Linked DNA regions of Mus musculus: region 1 is linked to region 2. A link is a contact called in public promoter capture Hi-C data. All regions are on one chromosome and are shown on one strand. Each heading gives the region's core, a stretch centred on a gene start, on an enhancer-like site or on the middle of the called end of the contact. The rest is flanking DNA. Distances are from core to core; before and after follow the strand shown. Region 1 holds the start of Tspan14 (tetraspanin 14). Region 2 overlaps Nrg3 (neuregulin 3).

What was found. Promoter capture Hi-C pulls out the DNA fragments that hold promoters and counts their contacts.
Region 1: a promoter capture Hi-C map of hippocampal neurons shows a contact between it and region 2, with 18 times the contacts expected there. The contact joins the promoter of Tspan14 here to the enhancer-like site in region 2. A contact is called at or near these places in 5 of 39 promoter capture datasets (cranial neural crest, frontonasal cranial neural crest, hippocampal neurons and 2 more), 2 of 484 Hi-C or Micro-C datasets (cerebellum and cerebral cortex), 4 of 115 datasets of contacts at active chromatin or transcription factors (astrocytes, differentiating embryonic stem cells, embryonic forebrain and 1 more) and 2 of 9 other capture datasets (embryonic tail and embryonic trunk).

What each region holds. Positions count from the first base shown.
Region 1 is chr14:40,963,485-40,970,197 of GRCm38.p6, reverse strand. Tspan14 (tetraspanin 14) reads left to right here and starts at 3,302. Exons shown (of 9, transcript NM_145928.2): 1 at 3,302-3,422.
Region 2 is chr14:38,988,111-38,994,990 of GRCm38.p6, reverse strand. All of the region lies in intron 2 of Nrg3 (neuregulin 3), which reads left to right. Among named protein-coding and RNA genes, the nearest start is that of Nrg3os, 93 kb to the right of the region's middle. Within about 2 kb of position 2,515, at least 10 of the 459 cell types and tissues checked have an H3K27ac peak or open chromatin away from gene starts, as enhancers often do. A contact at or near this core is called in hippocampal neurons, where this site is marked.

The sequences.
Region 1 (6,713 bases), core at 2,053-4,552, 2.0 Mb before region 2:
CCCCAACTGGCTAACACAAATTAAAGTTAATAGTGGGCTGGCCGGGCGGTGGTGGCACGCGCCTTTAATCCTAGCACTTGGGAGGCAGAGACAGGTGGATTTCTGAGTTCGAGGCCAGCCTGGTCTACAGAGTGAGTTTCAGGACAGCCAGGGCTATACAGAGACACCCTGTCTCGAAAAAACAAAAACAAAAGTGGGCTGTAAGTATCATTAATCCTAGCACTATGAGGGCAGAGCCAGGTGGATCTCTGTGGAGTTTGAGGCCAGCCTGATCGACATGGAAGTTCCAGGCTAGCCAGGGCTCCAGAGAGACCTTTTCTCAAAATAAATAAATAAATAAATAAGTAAAATTTTAAAATGGAAAGTAGATAAATGTGAATAAGATAATTTTCTTCCTTTCATCTACACAGTAAATAGAAAGATAGCTCAGGATAGGTGATTCTCTAGACCTGGGAACCCAGTTATCCTAATTTGGTTTGTCAACATCGTTACCACGTGACTTCTGCTACAGACACCCATGGCTACTGGAGCCATAGCTTTTATAAGTATATTCCTGGAAGGAATGCTGACCAAGGAAAGCACATTGCTTCCCTTTAAAGTTAGTTTAGAAGCTGCACGTGGACCCTTCCATTCCTATTGGCTGGAACTGAGTCACATGGTCATATGTAGCAGAAACATTTGCCTTTATTTTGGAAAGCCATGTATGTAGCCAGATAGAATTGGAAATTATGCTAGGAAAGGCAAAATGAGATATGGCTATTAGGGATGCCTAGTCATCTCCACCACTTATGGTTCTCTGTTCCCTATTGGGTTATTAATGTGCAGTAGCTTCCATCCCACTATACCCAGAGCAGAGCCCTTAGCACGTTTACCAATGGCTCCGTGCTGCTAAAAGCACTTATCTGTCCTCATCTTACCTGAGCCCCGAGCAGCAGCTAACAGCTAAGTCCTTTCTGGAAACAGCCTTTTACATCTTGGGCATAGGCATCTAGCATCCTCTGTTCTCTTGCCTCCCAGCCTGTCTCTCAGTGGTTTTTTCTTGCCTTCTATTCCCTCTCATTCCCTGGGTCCCCATGGGACCTTCTCTTCTGCAGTTTCCTTTCCTCCCTTTAGATGACCTTCTTAGACCCCATGAGCTCCCAAAACGCATCTTCAGCCCACACCCTTCTTCTCTGCTTTTAGTGACTGGACAACAACCCTGGGTGTCTATCAGGCACTGCTAAGTCAATACGGCCAAAACAAAATTGTTGGTGGTTATCCTGAAAATGGATTTCCTCCAGGCCAGCCCACCCAATAAATGAGGCACTGTTTGCCCACTCACAGAAAGACACTTAAAAGCTATTCCTCTTTTTTTTTTTAAACATTTCCTCCTCCTGTATCTGGTCTTTTTGGTCTTAGATCCAAAACATTATCTCTCAGGTATTCATCTTAATACACCCGCCATTTCAGTTTCAAACTTCCTCCATACTTGGCTTGGATTAAGGTAAAAGTTTAATTGGCTCACTGCTTTTAATTTTTGTCTGACAACTACTACATCTACTCTTCTCACAGCAGCAAATTAGAATGCTGGTCTTTTCCATAAACCCTTCAAAGGCTTAACTAAACAACAACAACAAAACAAAAACAAAAAACAACAACAAAAGATACTCAGTCCTTTGACACAGTGTGTAGGCCTGTTCTGTCCTGGTCTTGATCTTCACTCCATCCCCAGTAGCCTGACAATAGCCATCTAGTTTTCTTTGAGCTCCTTGACGCATCAGAGCGTGGCTCTTATCAAAGCCTTGGCACCTCTGCTCTCCACTTGTACTTTCTGGACCAACTGCCACCCCTACCCCCCACCCCCTCTTCTAACTCTTCACTCCTTTGCTTTCAGTTTCAACATCAATCTCTCTCTCACCTTTCCCTTCCACATGCTCACTTTATCCCTGGGCTTTTGTCTTGTCTCAGCATTGATTTCATCTTGAAATGATTTGTCTTTTCTACTAAACAGTAACTATGTGGAGGGAGAGGTTTCAGGCTGCTGCACTCCCCAGGATAATTCAAGACCTGGTGCCCACACATCAGACACCCAATCATGCATTTTGGTTAGTTAGAGGTGACAATATGGACAGGTTTCCTTGCCAGAGAGGTCCTTGAGCTATCTGGCATATTCTAGAAACAGGCTACATCCCCATTGTTAAATAACCACAACTAGCAGCAGAAAGGTACATTCTATTTCCAGATTTTCTTTTTCTCTTTACAATGAACTTAACCTGTTGGCTGCGTGTGTTAAAAACATAGCCCCAGTCTTATGCCACTTTTGTATAGCCCAAGAGGAGCAGATCTGTCCCTCAGCTCCCGCAAATCTACACGAGTTTACCAAGCAGGACAAGGTTATGCTTTGCTCTATTGACAAGCAGATCTAGGCTGGGACGAGATCGGCCTTTTTATCACAGCAGTGTGGACAGCACTGTAAATCTATCTGCCTGTCCTGTGACCTTCCACTTCCAAGAATCAGCCCAGCCATCTCCTCAGCATAAAGGTGATGAGCAAATCTCAGCAGGACATCCAAAGGAAGCTTGGTATTTTTAGCACCGAGACTGGAAGGAGCGAGTGTTTACGGCTCAGCTGTAAAGAAATCTCAACCACCGTTTCTAGAAAACTACCCGCACACACTGGCTCCCAAGGCTGGGCAGGAATGCCTTCCATCTTAAAACCAGCCATTTCACCAATCTTCTTCCACCTCTCAGCCACCTCGAGCATCCCTTGACACAGGCATCTTGTAACTCGCATTTCTCCCTGGCTCGGCTCCCGCCGGGTTAAGAGCTAATACCAGAGGAGCATTTGCGCGGCGTAACTTGGCCGAGCGCTCAACTCTGCGGCCACAAGCGATCGACTTCGCCAGCGTCCGGGAGCCACAGAGAGGGCGGAACCGGGTAAATCCCGTTTGGGGCACCGCCCAGAGCCGGACAAAGGGGCGGGTCAGCGATCCGCCTCATTACCTATGGATGACCATTTGTAGGGCGGGGTGCACGGTAGGGGGTGGAGCACGGCGACCCGGGGGCGGAACACAGGCGGGGCGTAGAGAAGGCGTGGTGATCAATGTGGGAGGGGCAATCAGCGGTGGGATGTGGGCTGATAGCACAGTGGGGCGGAGCGAGCGGTGAGAGCCAGGCCTGGGTGGGGGGGAGGAGCGAAAGATGGGGCGGTTCCTGCATGGGGAGGAGCAAAGAGCGGGGGCGGGGCTTGGGTGCGCCAGACGCACTGGGCGGCTGAGCGGTGCGAGGAAGCGGCGCCTCTTTTTTCGCCGCGGCCCCGCCCCTCCGCGCCCCGCCCCCGCCGCTCGGACGGCCCGAGTCGCGCCCTCCCGCTCGGAGCTGCTGAACTTGCTCTAACTTCCTCGGCCAACCGGGCCGTGCTGCCGCCGCTGCTGCCGCGCCCGGGTAAGTAGAACGCGTGGCCTCGCTGAAGCGTCGGGCCTGTCTTTATTGTCTCGGGCCGGCCCTCGTGAGCGTCCTCTCGGGACAGCGGCTGCTCCCCGCGTTCCTGCTCGGCCCCTGGACTCCCTTGGCTGGCGGGGGCGGCCCCGCGGGTGGCGCGGGCTTTGTCTGCTGAGACCGCCCGCGAGCTCTGGAGGCCGCGGCCGGGACCCCGCTGAGCCGAACTGGGGCGCTGTATCGAGTGGGAGGCGCGGCGGGCTACCCGGAAGGTGTGTCTGCTCCCGGCTGCTGCCTGGGCTCTGTCGGTCCTCACCTGCGAACCCAGCGGAAGGCTCTTTATTCAGCTCCGGTCCCGGATGAGGGGACGGTCGCCCAGCCCCCACCCACCCTGAATGTGCACGCTGTCGCGGGGTCCCACGCTGTCCGGCAAGAGTTTAAGGAGGTGGCGATCCTGGCTTCTCGGTGCTAGTCGCTAAAGGCTGTGTTTGGGAGCAGAGCCCGACCCCTGACCTAGCCCGAGGTTTGGCCAAGTTGTGATTCTGGCTCAGCCTAGGTTGGAGCTCCTGTATTCCCTTCCCTCCCGGGCGTGCAGTGCAGAGGGTGGGCAGAGTGCACATTTGGGGACTTCGGCCCCTGAACCACTGAAACTCCTGTCTGGAGGACTGAAACTTGGTCTCCAGTGAGAGGCAGTCAGAATCCTCAGAACTCAGTGTCTTCAGCCAGTGCCTGCCCGGAGCTGGTTGCAGAGCCACGGTGACTGTATCAGGACACTGGTGTTCTGGGACATCGAGATGTGTTGGGCAGCGTGTGCAGGACGCTGGGCTGGAGCCTGTAGCAGGTGTGATCTCAGCTCTCTAGGTGGTCACCCCAACGGACTGGTGGATTTAGGTCAGTTGCCTGCCAAATCCTACACAGTTGTGGCTGTCAAGGGACAGTTTCCACACAGCCCCTTGGCTTCTGAGTAGAAGTTGGTGCCTGCTGAGTGCTTCCTTATTTATGAAAGGAAATCTGGGGCCCCACATTCTAACAGCTCAGAGGTTGCTGGAGACACCCTTTCTCTCAAAACTCCTCCTGGGCCCTAAAACCCTTAGAATGAAGCCCAGACTTCTGCTCTCTGGCTCCTCCCTTAGCTGTCCCCAAGTCTTTTTTTTTTTTTTTTTTTTTTTTTTTTTTTGGTGTCAGGGTCTTGTGTAACCCAGGGTTGCCTTGAATTCATGATTCTTCTCAGTCTCTTGAGGTGGAAACCTATGTCACTAGATGTATTTTACCCTTACTGTGTGTTTGTTATACACCTTTAGTTGATGACTGGCTTGATAGCATCCCTTTCTGCATTTCTGGGTCTCCTTCTTGGATCACCTAATGTGTTTCAGAGACTGGGGTGCTCTGGGCTACAGCCCATACTTTCTGGGCTCACATCTGCAAGCCTTGTGTGCTGGGCCTACAGTAGGTGCTCAGTGGTAGTTATTGATATGCACTTGATCTAGGCTTAGTTGCTTCATTTAGTCAAACATTCTTAGCCACTGCTCCTCCAGAGGTTTGTGGCTGTCCCCAAAAAAAGCTGCTGAGAGGGAAGGGTTGGCTGCCATGGGCAGATTCTCCTAAGATGTCTCTTAGGACAGCTGTGCCAGCTCATTTCTCAGGACAGGTGAGGGCTTCTTGTCACATGTTTGCAATGGAAGATGAAACTCATGCCTTGTGTGGGTGGGGGAGGAGCTTGCCCTGCAGGTTATAGAAATGAGGTGAAGTTACAAAGAGGCCAGGGTGCAGGGAAACCTTGGCTTCTCAAACCACTTCTGAGGGCCTTATCCTAGGCCACCATGTGCCTAGGGGTTAGACCTTGTTTAACTTTAACTAAAGAGTTAAACACAGTTAATTTTTACAGTGCCTAGAAATGCCAGTATGCCAGTCTTGAAAGCCCCTTGCTGGCTTAAAACCCAGTGAATTTATGAGCAAACATACATGTACATGTTTGTTTGTTCATAAATTACATGGCATAATGGTGGGTTTTTCAAGGCTTCTTAGTATTTATGGAAACATATCAAGCTACTATCCCAGCCTTACTTTTAATTGTTTAATCCTTGAAACAACTGAAACAACCCAAATGTGGTAGACATTAGCTACCTGATTTTACAAATGAGAAAACTATGGCCCAGAAAGGTCCGAGTGGTTTCCTGGAAGTCTCTCATTTAGACAGTACCTTCTTCTTGGAGGTGCTTAAGCATAGTGCTTAAGCAAGCCTGGCAGAACTACTGAGTTCTTCAGTACAGGTTTCCTTATGGCCCTGTTTCCAAAGCGTCTTACCCATCTAGCGTGATAGCTACATGCCAACCCTGAGTCCCTGCTAATTTGACTGATGCTCTGGTCTCTGCCCCACAAGGCCAGAGGATGGCATGGGTGGGGGTGGTGATGGGGATGGGACTAGAGAGCTTTCTGTAGAGATCAGGGTTTGATGCGGTTAAGATCAAACTTCAGATTTTAGAGGCTTAAAGCAATGAGTCTTTTTTGTTATTGTTCTTTTGTTTTGATTGTTTTTGCTGTCTCCACATAGACATCACAATCTGCTTTGTGTTACCATTATTGTAGGGCCAATTCATATTTCTAGCCCAGTAGAAATATCCTGATGAGTCTTGCTTTTAATGCATCTATCTACCTCTACGTTGCATTTCATTGGTTGCACCAAGTCACATGGCTGCAGTCACACTCAACTGCGGGGTAGGGGTAGGAATTTAAAAAAAAAAAAGAGTCTGAACAGCATGAATGCCCATCACTTGCCTGTTGCTTCTTCTCAAGCTCTGGGTCCTGTGCCTCCAAGAACATTGTTGTGAATTGGTCCAAGAAGCCCTGTTGGAAGATGTAGTTGCCACTCTTGAAAGATAGAAGTTTGGTCACCAAGAATGAGCCTTAGGGAGAGGTAGTGGTCTTTAAGGGCATCCTTTTGCTCATTGGCTAGTTCATTCCTTTATTCAAAAGCAGGAAGTCCCAGCCTAGAGCCTGTGAATGGAGGTGACAATCCCTGTTTCCTGCTGCCGGGGTGTTAGTGCCTTTAAAGAGGAGTGATTCCCAGGGGAGAAGGAAAGCAGGTGTGGCCACCTTGTCTCCTGGCCAGTGGACTTTGGGCATGTTGGACTTCCCATCCTTGTCTGGAGGTGGACTTAGTTTCCCTAGAAGCTGAGCAGGTAGAGGTGCCCCTAGTTGCTGTGCTCTTAGTAATTCCTCTGGTTACTGAGACCAAGCCTGCAGGACTGGGAGTGTGGAATAGAATGGTAGGAGAGTGACAGTTTGGTAGGGTGACTG
Region 2 (6,880 bases), core at 1,266-3,765:
AGATACTAGTTCTGGAATAGCACCTGATATACTGTATTTTTAAGGTTCTAGGTGAAGCCTACTTTGTCTTAGATGAAGGCCTACTGCCCATATTGGAACTGGGAAAAACTTCCTTGTTACTCAGCACACAATGGAACTATGATCCTGTCTAGAAGTCTGAGTATTTCTTCTGTTACTATATGTCTGAACCTCAACAATTATACTTGAATGACTCTTCATGTGTCCTTTCAGCAAATTGCCCATGTGTTCTCTGGAAGAGCTTCCTTATCTCCCTTAGTTAACTTGTTAGTTCACATACCTGCCAATCAATATCCATTAGTGTCTGCTGCAAGGATCCATCTCATGGCTTTCTACTTTGAGGTAGCTTCATAAGCCATTGTTCCTGCAAGCTTCTGTTACAACATTGCTCTCATATATCATGGGTGTGTGCAGGTTTTGCAAGTTAGTGGAAAGGACTCTTGGTGACATTCAAAGCCGTAGATGGAGTACTTGTTAAAGAATGGCAGTAGCTATACTGTCCAATTGTCTGTCTCATATAGGATGACACATCTAGTGCTTGGAATATGTGCATGTTCATATTTAGTATATCATTTTAAAACTTGGGAAGTTCTGACATGTAAACCAAACAACCCACTAAGCAAATTTTGCAGAAGATGGGGCTTTTCAAAAGGACAATATTGATTTATGAAGATCTATTCAAAGTTAGGCTTTTCTGCTCCCTAGCTGTGTGATTTATGTTGTTATATTTGGTCTGTATAGGCCTTAATTTCTTTATTGGGTAATGGTGGTGGAATTGGGAGTCCCTTCTAAAGGTCACTTTAGATTAACTGTTGAAAAAAAAGTGAGTAAGCCTGTGTTTTTGTTTGTGTTGATAACAACTAGGAGCTGGCTGTATTCCTAGCCAATAAAAATATAGGTATGCCAGGAAAAAAAAAGCTGTTTATGGAAGTAAACGTAGTTGCCCAGTGGTTCAAGTTAAGCATTATGTGACTATCTCAGAGACACTTACACAATGGAGATATCTGCCATCCTCACTACCCCTTCTGGGTCCCATCCTTCCCACATTGCCACATCCATGTGCATAGCCAGGAGGTGTTAAAAATACAAGCCTGACAGTTTTTCTGTAAGTTCATATCTGGAATCCTAGTACTCAGGTGGCTGAAAAGGGAGACTGCGAGTTTGAAGTCATCCTAGGCTATAGAAGAAGAGCTTATCAAACTCATAAATGAACAAGCACAGGCTCAAATTTTGGCTCAATAGATTAGGGTGGAACTACAATTTTACATCCCATCACATGCCATGTGGGTATTAGGAGACATGGGATTGGCTTTGGCTAGCAATGCCTTCAAACAGAACTTTTCAGTATCAATTGTAGAGAGGAATCATTGAGATCCAACATTAAGATTTTGGTGCTGAAACTCAACAAGCCATTCAGATCTCTGTTAGGTGTCCCAGCTGCCCAGATCATGGCAGTAGGCAGCTAAGTGAGGGATGCTGCTCTGTACTGCCACCACAGGCCGTGTGATGGCTGACCAAGTCTCCTTATTTATGAGCATATAATTTTATGTTAGTGCAAGTGCTTTCCAATCACTCCTACCTTACCAGCAGAGAAACTGGAATATTCACGGAAATGCTGCTGCTGTCGACCAGCATCTTTTCAGCCTGTTTAGTCTGAGCATTCCACTTTTGTTTCCTTATAGTCCAGTCTGACTTTGTGTCCTGCTCCTGAACAACGTGGGCACATTTCTAGATTGCTACAGGAGACTCTGTGATCGTCAGTGTTTAAGTTTCAGTACGATCACTATCTCCAGGTTTAGCAAGTACTCAATGGCTATCGTTTTGAAAGATTTCTAGTTGCCTCACTCTTCCTTTTCCTTTCATTTTTTTTTCTACTTCTGTCCAGACTCTTGAACACATGGACTGAATGCTCACTTTCTCTCGACTAGGAGAGCACCAGTGAAATTCGTAAATAGGCTGAAATCTTCTCATGTGATGTGTCTTTAAAATTGGAACCTAAAAACGAAATTGCTTGGCTCAAGGATATAAGCAAGTTCCTGGCTTTTAATTGCAAACTGTTTTGCAGACATTGGCTCAGCTTCTACTTGCTAATTTGAATAATGTGAGCTTTTGTAGTCTATTTGTCTTTAATAAACCTTTTATATCTTTTATATGATCACCATGCAAATTTATCCATTATTATTTTCTTTATCTGAAATACTTTCCAGAGCACTGGCAAGATAGTGAGCTGCTAGATAAGGAAGCAGCACATTCATTGCATGCATATTTTATATATTTTCACCATCTGATGCTGCTGGTCCATTCACTGTGTAGGAGGCACAGCAAGAGCGCTTGTAGCAAAGGTGGTTTCATCTAATAAATTCTCTAGCTTTGCCTATGTGAAAAAAACATGCACCCAGATCCTGCATAATTAGGGTAAGAAACCTGAGACAGTGACATAGACTGAAAGTGAGTGTGTGCGTGTGTATGCCTATGCTGCCAGCAGCGTCCTGTAGACGCTGTGGGATGCCAGAATTAGAAGAAGCTTGGAGCAGTTTATTAAGGAGCTTAAATTCTTCTGAGAGGATAGAGATCAAGAATCCAAGCGATGCCGTTCCATTCAAAATGAAGGGTGCTTCTCTAGGGAGAATGGCCTGATTGATATCAAGGGCAAGAGGGAGTCAAGAAACAGAGTGTGCTCACAATGAAACACACCAGTTTAAACCTACAGCCTGAGAACACATTCTTGGGCATAAGGTCTGCCCTGGCTTCTCTGTGTTCAGCATATTGTGGGTTAGGGAGACCTATAACCCTGTAGAGCAGACAGGCTAACTCTAACCTACTTATCTACAGAAGGCTGAGATTTTCATAAATATAGCATTTCTGGCTGACTTGCTGATTTTTACTTTATTTTTCATTTTTTTAAGGCTACCACTTTGCTTAATGCTGCCACCTTGTGACAGAGACTATAGTAGCAGCACTTCTGGCAGAACTTGACCATGACCTCTTGCTCAGGCATTTGAACTAGAAAGTGGAAAGAATTAAGTTTTGGACAAAGAGTGAAAAGAAAATCTTGAACGTTCAGCCCCTAATGAGAACTTGGAGCCCGATATCTCAAATTATTTATAATGTTGTTTTGTTTGGTTTTCCTTTTTGTTCAAAAAGACCTATGGAATTTAGGGAGAAAAAAAAAAAGAATTTTAGCATCAGCCTTGGTATTTGTGGTCTTCCCTCCTCCATCACCAGCCTGCAGAGCGATGAAGAGTAAACATTTAGATGTGCATAGCATTCTAAGAGACCACCCTGAAAACCTAATGTAAGATATACATGCTGGATATGCCCTGTGCAGCCTGAATAGGACTGCTAGCTGTTCCTTTTGTGTTATAACCCAAGAAAGGAAAAACTTGGCCTTTGGTCATGCTGTGCTCCACCTGAGTCACTTAGACCATGAGATCATACCCTGTGGATTGGGCCCAATGAACACCTGGGCAATAACTACAGATGGGGATTCAGGGGAGCCCACATGAGCAATGTTTAAAAGCTGGACAGTGGTTTCTCCATCTGGACTTTTCCAGCCCACAAATGGTGGCTGACCTCTAAGCAGAGGCTCCTCCCACAGATGCCTTTATCAGAGACAGAGAATGAAATCTGGATGTGATGGGTAGTTTCAGGGGTGTAGTGAGATTATCTATGAGGATGAAATTAATATATGAGGAACATAGATTTTGAAGTGTCAACTATGGTAGCTATTTTCTCTTTGCGTAGGAGATGGTTTAGGGACATGGGACAATGGCTTTAACATATTAGTGTAAGACTTTGGTTAGACATTATGATGTTGTTTGACTTTGAAGTGCATCATAATCTGGGGCAGAACTATGAAGACAGAGAACAAGAAGGCAAAAGTGGTAATGTGAAAACAGATAGCCATGTAGGGTGAAATCCTAAGAGTGATGTTTACAGAAAAGAAAAAAAAATAAGGGCAGAGAGATTTACATGAATGAACAGCCAAAAGAAAAATGAAAAAATAAGAGAGAAAAGACAAAATCAAAATCTTAAAAATCCATTTATTTACCATCATTTAAAGTATTTTCAAAAACAATATTAAAATCTTCAATATAAACTAGTGAAATCCTACTTGGCTGAGTTAGCCACAGCTTACTTCTTTCTCCTCAGTACTTTAACAGACTACTTATGTAGTTAGCTGTGTTCAGTCTATGGTAAAGAGGCCTTTCCCCATCACTGCTATGATCTGACTTGCCTTTTAAAATTGCTAGAAAGCATTTCAAACATAGGACAGTTTAAACATTTTCTCTTAAACAAAATCAGCTTAGATTATTTTGGGGGGGGTCATCTCTAAAAATATATGGATTTTTACTTATAGGAATTAACTGGTAAGAAGATACATTAAACTTCATTCCACCATTATTTATGAAAATTATATAATGCTGTCCTGCTGAACATAAAGTGCTGGATATAAGGTGTTAGTGTAAAACATAAAGTAACAGGCTTGTATAAAGGAAGAAGTGATTAATATTGTTAGTCACAGCAATAAATAAGACAGCCTCAGTTGGTATGACAATGAACATAGGAGAAATTCCACAGCTCTCATCCTTAGATGAGGATCTACTGGCAATCAATGACTGATGAGAGATGGAGATTGAGTCTTAGGAGGGATGAATATCCTGACAGGTGATCCAATCAGTAGTGTGTGTGTGTGTGTGTGTGTGTGTGTTTAAAACGATAATTAGAGAAAATAAGATCATAAAGTTTAGAAAGAGTGAAAAGCACAAGGGTTGGAGGGGGAAAAAGAGGTGTAGTAATAATGCAAATCCAGTAATTACATGTTAAATTCTCAAAAAAAAATGAAACAAGTCCTTAACAAGGAAAAGAAGAAAAAATGATCATGAATTTAAAAAGGATCTCAGTGTGACATCTGTAAGAATCATCTGAGTTTTATTATACAGCTAGATGAGAAATATTAGTTTGATAAATTAATCCAGACATTAATTAGAGATTAGGGAATGCAGAAATGAGTGTATAACAATATAATGTAATAGCCCTTCCTACCTATTAGACTGGAAATAGTAAAATATAAAGGATCACTAGTTGAAATGTGCATCGGTGTAGCCATTCTGAATTTATCCTTTAACCAATACACACCTATCCCATGGAAACTATTCTATCTACATATAAATAAACATAAAAATATCACTTCTAGGAGGCACAACTATAAAAATTCCAGTAGAAATATCTCTAAAGTACATTAGTGGTAAAATGCCAAGCAGGTACTCTATTAAAATACTTGCCAACTATAATATGTATGCATATAAGTATGCATACATACATACATATATACATGTAACAAAACAGTTTTGGGCATCATAGTATTTTACAAGGAAAATCAAACTTGTAAGAGGGCACACTATGATTGCTCTTGAGCAACACTTAAAAACAGACAAAAAACAAACACAAAGACTATAAATGCCAGCAAAGGAGCAGCCTTACCATTACCACAAAAGGAATGGCAGTGCTTCAGTCTCTTGTGGAAAGAGAGGATGTTGTTGCCCAATATCTCATAGAGGTGTTCAGCATGTTTCATTTTCCAAGACAGCTGTTCATATGAGTGATGGTGGTGGTGTGGTGGTGATCATGGCTATGATGACGGCAACAGTAATGATAATGATGTTGATTTTGAAAAACTTTTCTCCCAGAGTATGATCTATGACTGTACGGGGGACTTTGAGGACACACATGGATTTGAGACAAAGATGGTTGACCAACTGCTTCATCGTGTATATATCCAGCCTTCTATTTAGACCTAAACTTTCTGATTGCATTGAGAAGATGAACTTATATTGTCTTTGGCCATTTTTGTCCCTTTTTCCAATATTACCACATTGAATAAATCTCCTGTCTTTTCTTCATTATTAATTTGACTTTTTAAATTGCCTATCAAGGACAGGTGGTCTTACTTGGTCTGTTGGTGTGCAAGGTGTGACCTAAGTACAATAATGGTAGTAATGATGGCCTCTTTGTGGTGACCTCTAGAGTTAAGTTGTATTAATATTTGTGTTTGAGTCTTCCAATCTTAGATAGATATATTTCTTTACTATTTCATTTTCTCATCCTCACATGTGCTATTACTGTGCATGTACAGAAGTGTGTGATAAAATTATGTGTCAATTTGTATATTTCCCGATTTATGACTTGTGATTCACTTTTATGACTTGTGTAATTTGTTATTGTTTGGTTTATATACAATGGCTCTGATTTTCATATTTTGTCATGAGAATTGAGAAATAAGAAATTTTGTACATTTATAGCTATATAATTGAATAGTTATATTAGATTAAATATATGTTTCTGTGATCATTCAATATGAAATTAACTGATCTTTTATTCCTTAGACGTACATAATTTTGTATGCTGTGGGCTTTCTCATGCTACCATACTAATCCAGCAGTCTAAGTCCATGTATGGAGCAGACTTCATTTTGACAGATTGTGAAGACCTTATCTGGATATGCTCATGTAGTCTTGTTAGGCATGGGTGAAATGATGTTCCTATCATTTTTATCCAAACCCATCTAACAGGATGTCTTGTTCTGATTATGTGGCACATTAAACTGAGAACTTTTTCTCTACATAAATTTCCCTTGTATCCATGGGATAAACTTAATCCTATTGCTTAATTGTAGCCACTAATAATGTACTTAAGATTTTAATTTAATATCCATTAGTGAAATTGTCCTGGCATAATTTTTTAAAATGCTTATTACATTAGTACCCAGTTGGTTTTAATGTTACAGAATACTTTCTTGTAGGTCTTGAGTTAGTTCCAAGCTTCTTAGAGATTTATGTAGAAATTATGCCAAGATTGCAAA